2 separate regions of the Anas platyrhynchos genome follow, and region 2 is linked to region 1. The links are chromatin contacts, called in public Hi-C maps. All regions are on one chromosome and are shown on one strand. Each heading gives the region's core, a stretch centred on a gene start, on an enhancer-like site or on the middle of the called end of the contact. The rest is flanking DNA. Distances are from core to core; before and after follow the strand shown.

Region 1 (3,173 bases), core at 366-2,865:
TGTGACATCAGTGTCAGTGGTGGTGAAGGATGGTAGGGATTCTCCACTCAGCTGCTCCAAGTAATTATGCAATTCCTTAACCTCGCAGAAAAAGCAGGCACATCAACTCCAGTGAGTACCCACCCACCATTCTGGTTTAATTAACATCTTACAGCAGGAGCGTAGCAGGCTACTCGGCTTCTGACATACAGAAGCGGTGATATGTACCTGGTAATTTTAGCAGCAAAGTGATGTAGTTGTGTTTGTATCTTCCTCTTCATCTGCAAAGCTCTGAATTGGGGTCAGAGCACCTTGTCTGACTGTCTTGAGAAAAGAAAACTGACTTCAGTAGGTGGAGGGGCCCTGCCCAATCTCTAGGAAAATGCAATTGTTCTTGGATTGCACACACGAGTAAATTTTTTCCTCTTTTTCAGCCTTCCATGCTTTGTCTTGCAGTGAGACCAAGAAAAAAACCAACACAGTAATGCACTTGTTCTTGGGCACAGTATTGGCTTTATCACTGTGCTTGGTTTGGATATAGAAGCATGTTTCTGGTTTTACCACTGACCTAGAAATGTCCTGGAAACAAAAAGTTCCGTTCCCAACTGAAATTGCAAAGTAGAGCACCAAAGAAACTGAAGAGCAGATGTGGTTCAAGTACAAGTTTATCGTGTTTTACATAGAATGAGGGAAAGCAAAATCCATGCGTGATTTTTTTTTTTTTTTCCAAGGCAGTGCATGTGATTGTCCTTCTCTTGGGATGAGTTTCTTTGTTTTCTGAGAACAAAGGCTGAAACTGAAAGAGTCATTTTGGGTACTTCCTATAATCCGCATGCTCAGACATGCCAAAAGCCCCATCAATAAGCACACACCATAACGGCGCTCAGAGCTGGGGAAGTAGCAATATCCCTCTTCTTAAAAATAGGGAACTTGGACAAATTGCTGGAGGAAGTCAGATGGAAAGATGGTATCTGTGTTAGACTGTCTTGAGAGCAAATCCTCTCCCGTGCTTCCTCTGTAGCCCCTTGGATGGTGAGAAACTGGGTTGGGCTGGAGCACCCTAAGGGCTGTGCCATTTCAGGTAACGTGCGTGCTGTTTGTTGGCCAACTTTGTCACAACCGTTTGGCGGCTTTTTTACAAGTGTCCCCATTTTGTGGCAGAGCTGACAGTTTGGTTTTTCGTTTTGGCAGGTGGTTGAAGTGAGAGAGTGTTATTTCTAAAGGGTGCTGGCCAGCAGGTCTCCGTCAGGTAGTTCTTTCTGCAGCCACGGCTGGGTGCTGGTGATCAAGCGCGGCGTCGACAGGCGGCCACGTCCTTTGGGAGAGGATACAAACGTGCCCTAGTGCTACGAATTGGCAAGTGTGGCAGGGCTGGGGGTTGTTTTGCTTCAGCACGAGCAGAACAACCTTCATGAAGGTCTAAATGTGACCAGGTACCTTTACTCTGGAAGCTGTTGGTAAGGTAGTGCAGAGGCGAGGAGGGACTCTGGTACCTCAGCTCTGAGATCTGCTCCCCTCTCCAGCCTCCTGCAGTTCTTTCTCCAGCTGTTTTTGCAATCTTTTAGATCGGGCTGCTGAGGACACGTCTTGCTGACATACTGTTTGCCTGGGGAAGCTGGATGAGTTCATGTTCAGTTCACGTCCAGTTTGTTGTGTTTTGCATTTAATCAGCGCTGACAGGGGTGCAGGCAGCACGTTTGGACAGAGCAGAGGAACAGCTCCCGAGGACACAGCCCTGGAGGAAGAAAGAAAGAAAAGAAGCAAGTAAAGGATTTAAGAAAATCTGTGCCAAAGTACAGCAAAATTAGCAGCTGGCTTTGTCCGAGCAGCCAGGAGCTCTTTTGCAGAGGCAATGGTTCTGGAAAGATCTGGCATATGAACTATGGAAAGGGATTGCATTTGCTATTATGTTGGGGTTTTTTGTTTGATTATTGTTATTTTTTTTAATTAATTTATTTTTTTCTCCCTTGGAGTGGAATTCAGATAACTGTGTTTTGCCACAAAGGGCTGGAAAAAGGGAAATCAAAATGATGCAAATGTCCATACACATGAGGGCATGAAAACCTAGCCTTCCAGCCTGGCCTTGGCACTGGCTCACAGTATTGTCCTCGGCAGCTCACCAAACCTCTGTGTGCTTCCACCTCTTTGTATAAAACCATTAGGATGCCTGTGTGCTGGGGCAAGTGTTGTGTGGGCTTTACAAATTTCCAGTTATTTGAATTTGAGATCCTCTTTGGGGAAATGCGGAGAGTTTTTTATTCCCTGCTCCTGAAGTGTTAAGAGAAATTACACAAAAAAAAAAAAATAATAATTGTGGAGGAGAGCAAGTTTAACAGGGAATGCCTGCAGCACCCTTCCACCCTGTGCCATTCAGATGTTTGTAACAAAACCCTCCAGAGGAGTGAGGGAATGCAACCTGCAGCCAAAACGTGAGGAGTTGCTCCGAGGTTGTGCTGCTGAGGGCTGAGCTCTGTGCCCAGCGCACTCTGCTGAGCTGGGCAAACCCAGGCGGGTGTTTCTGAACTACAAGACTGTGTTTCCTCCTGCATCACCTTGTATTTTGCATTTGTCACCATCTTCCACGTGCTGTCTTCCCTCTCTCTTCTTTGGCACCAGGGTCCTTTCCTCCAGACCCAGCTCTCCAGCCCCTGACGAGCTGGCAGTGTTTCCCCCGTGTCAGCCGCAGCAAGGCTCTGAAACCATCCCCGCTGCTTAGCCACTTGCCATTCCGGAGGGCAGCCACCAGCCATCAGAGCCCTAGCAGCATCTCTGCCTCGTGTGAAGCAAATCTCACGTTTTTACGACTTATCAGCTGGGCAGAACCTGCAGCCTGTCTGACTCCTGTCAGCCCCGTGTTGTGAGGGCTGGGATCCCTGTCCAGCTCTGTCTCGTTCAGGCGCTATCGGGCACGTAGCGGTTTTGCTGATACAACCCTGGCAGGTAGTGGCCTTCCCTGCAAAGCTGGGAATTAATTTGTGCTGCAGCGGTGATGAGAGCAGCTCAGGCTGTGCCTCGTGTGGATGCTGCTGCCCTGGGCTCTTCTGGTGGCTTTCTTGGCCGGCTTCCCCTTGCTTAGGTGTTGGGTCTTAGCTGTCAGTGGGCGCTTCTTTCTAACACTGCGAGTGCCCTCCGAGGGATTGGGCATGGCTTTTTGGTAGAAAAGTCCCAGCTGGAGTTGGGACGGGATCGAATTG
Region 2 (3,173 bases), core at 230-2,729, 33 kb before region 1:
CACCCCATCCCACAGACCCTCTCGCCATCCCTCATGCCTGATCCCTCTCTGCTGCTATCAGACCTTTCCCATGGCCATTTTGACCCTCTCTACTTGCTGCAGCATGACTTCAGCAGGCTTTGGGTTGGACTATGTTTGACGATAGACCTATAACTCATGGCTAGAGATGGGGACATTATGATGAGCTCCATGTGCCCCTTTTTTGTCTATTTCTTTGTTTCTTCTTACAACTGAACCAGCTTTTGGGTTTGTAAAGCAGCTCCTGGAATGCCATGGGACAGTGGTGCTGCAGTATATGATTCTTGTTGCAAGCCTGTAATTCTGTAACTGGCAGCAACCTTTGTAATTGGGGTGGATGTCTGCTGAGTGCTTCTTTTGTGATGTGAAGGAGAGTCAGCCCCAGGTGAGCACCCAGGGATCTGGGCTGATGGCACACAGCACCCTCTGCCCTCACTGCTATTGCTGGATGCTGCTGGCACTTGGTTCCTGCTGCTGTATACTGAGGTTGACTTGCACGGTTTTTTCTTTGCCACACTTCAGCTGTAGTGTTTGGAGTCTTGCACGAGGATGGGAGGCCACATGAAATACTAAAAAGCACCTTTATATCTGGCCACTAGTCCCCTGTGATGTGGCTGCTGGCTCTGTGGGACTTGCAGCAACTTGGGAATTCGGTTTCCTCTCCAGGGTGGACACCCAGCTGTGTCCCATGGGGCTGCTCACTTAGCTCATGATTTTATAGCTAAACACGACCAGGGAACTGGATTTGTCCCCTCCGTGGTGTGATGGGGTCTGGTGGCTGTCCCCACGGGCAGGGGCTGCCCACCCAGAAGAGCTGTGGTGCCCCGCGCCACCCCGCTCCCTGTCCCTGCTGCACTGACACAGCCAGGCCGTACCCGTGTGTGAGGAGAACGTGCATCCCCCTGCTGTTATACATAACTGCTGCTCCGTGAGGAGCAAATGTTCAGCAAATTACTGTGGGGAAATAAACAACTGCTGGTGGTTTGTGAGGCAGCAAGGCCTGCCCTCGTTGCACGGGGGCAGCCTAGGCCTGGGCGGCCCCCAGGCCCCTGCTGCTGTAGGGAGGCTGAGGCGAGCGGCCGTGCTGGGAGCCGATCTCCACAGGGAGGAGGCGGAGGAGCCAGCAGCGGTTGTGTGATGGGTTTGTGGCTCGCCTGGCGACTTGTCAGGGAGCTTTTTCTTCTGGGGTGCAGCTGGAGTGGCAGGCGCTGACATTTGCCGGTCGGGGTTCAGACGAAGAGGCCTGTATCGGCCTTACTGGTGCTGAGGGACGCCGCTGGATGCGTCCTGCCCTCCGCCGCTTCGTGTCTACGTTTTGGGCACTGCCTCGAGGCTGGCAGCAGCTCTCCTGAGGAGGAATTTGGAGACGAGGGACGTGTGTTTCAAGTGCTTTGTGTGAGACGTCAGCTCAGGGCTGTAAACAGCTCAGAGAAAGCACAGAGCCGCCACCAGCAGCCTTTTTCCATTAAGGCGAGGGCTGGAAACCCTCCTGGCTCAGAGGCCTTTTCTGCTGTGCAGCCACGACTGTGGGAGGAAAGTCTGTATGCTGCATTTCCACTGTAAAAAACAAACAAACAAACAAAAAAACAATAAATAAAGTAAGAACTGTCAAAGCAGAGAAGCAGTATAAGGGTTTCCCCGAGCTGCTTGTTTTGTAGGGCAGTTTTGGTCCACACAGGCCTCGTTGGGTGGGATTTTCTGGTGAAGGGAGACATTTTGTTCTTCATGTGAGTGTGGATTGACTTTTGGGGTTCTTGGGCACATGCAGTTGTGTGTGTATTGGGTTTGTGTGAATAACTGCTGCTCCTGAGGTTGCAGTTCTGTTAATTATTAGTGTAACTGGTATAACTGTTAGTTTAAATTAACATAGACCTTCTCCTTGTATGTTTATTTGATACCTTTACAATCGGAACTCAGCCCTGGTGACTCCTGACCTCCCCTGCCATCCCCTGTCCTGACCACCTCTCCTGCCTCCTGTGCTGAATTTAATAGACCAGCCAAGTGCAATTTTCTTTCTGTTTTCCTTTCAGATCCAGACTGGGCGTCCCATAGCCTAGGGATCTTCATTTGTTTGAATTGTTCAGGAATCCATCGCAACATTCCACAAGTCAGCAAAGTGAAGTCTGTCCGTCTGGATGACTGGGATGATGCTCAAGTGGAGGTATGTGCGTCTCGGGCTTGAAATGCCGGTGAGCTTGGGTCGTTGTTTTACATCACTGATCTAAATGCCACCTATCCTCTGGCTTCCTCGCCAGCAAAACAGTAAAACCAAGTCCTCTCTAAAGATACTACAGCAAATGTGATCCCAGGAAACTAAATTCCAAAATGCGGGAATGAAATCTGTGGTGCTATACTTATGAGATCTGGTTGAAAACTTGAATAACCATTTCATGAAGAAATTGGGAGGATTTCCCCTACCCCTATAAAATATCATTAAAATAGTGTGTGTAGAAATTATTAATTCTAAATGGATCCTCTTCATTTTCTCATGTTACCTCCAGCTGTAGTCTACCATTCCTGCCCAGCTCAGCTGTTTCTGACTCTCTTCCACTTAGCACTGAAAGCTATTAAACACAGTGTCCTGAAGAATTGAACCCCTGCAACATAAATTCTCTGTATTTATACAACACACCTGAATAGATTTGGATGATGCTGCTAAAACCAACCAGGAAACCTATATGCTTTGACTGTCGTTATCTTTAAAGGCATAGAGAATGCTAACAGTCATTGATTTTTATCTTATTTTGTAGATTTGAGGTTTTTCTGAAAGCCACAGCTCTCAGTCATGTGTTTTGTGAGGAAAATAGGCTTTTGTTTTGCATGGGCTTTCCCTTCCCTGATTTTTTTTTTTTGAGTAGACTGCATATGTAAACTCAAGGTCCTCCAAAACATGGAAGTAATAAAAAAAAAAAAAAAAGCTGAGAAATAAATAATAAAATAAAAGCTTAGCTGCTTGTTCTGCTTGTGTGCTTGGCATTTGATACAAGGCAAAACATATTTCGCATGGGCTGCATGGGAGGGGATGTTTTTCTTTGGCTTGTAAAGTGACTTTCATTAAATAAAATCTATGAATAGGAAAAGATGTGTTTTTGTTTGCAGTGTGTTCAGCTAGCCATTTTTATTAAAAAAAAAAAAAAGGAGGAAATGAGGGCTGT

The links. A called contact is a pair of places that touch in the nucleus more often than the background predicts.
Region 2: a contact with region 1 is called in a Hi-C map of subcutaneous adipose tissue, with 2.0 times the contacts expected there. The contact joins two enhancer-like sites. A contact is called at or near these places in 4 of 8 Hi-C or Micro-C datasets (F1 follicle, liver, skeletal muscle and 1 more).

What each region holds. Positions count from the first base shown.
Region 1 is chr15:14,128,828-14,132,000 of IASCAAS_PekinDuck_T2T, reverse strand. All of the region lies in intron 4 of ADAP1 (ArfGAP with dual PH domains 1), which reads left to right. Among named protein-coding and RNA genes, the nearest start is that of GET4, 27 kb to the right of the region's middle. Within about 2 kb of position 1,615, at least 1 of the 8 cell types and tissues checked has an H3K27ac peak or open chromatin away from gene starts, as enhancers often do. A contact at or near this core is called in subcutaneous adipose tissue, where this site is marked.
Region 2 is chr15:14,161,932-14,165,104 of IASCAAS_PekinDuck_T2T, reverse strand. ADAP1 (ArfGAP with dual PH domains 1) reads left to right here. Exons shown (of 11, transcript XM_072023792.1): 2 at 2,049-2,179. Among named protein-coding and RNA genes, the nearest start is that of ADAP1, 18 kb to the left of the region's middle. Within about 2 kb of position 1,479, at least 1 of the 8 cell types and tissues checked has an H3K27ac peak or open chromatin away from gene starts, as enhancers often do. A contact at or near this core is called in subcutaneous adipose tissue, where this site is marked.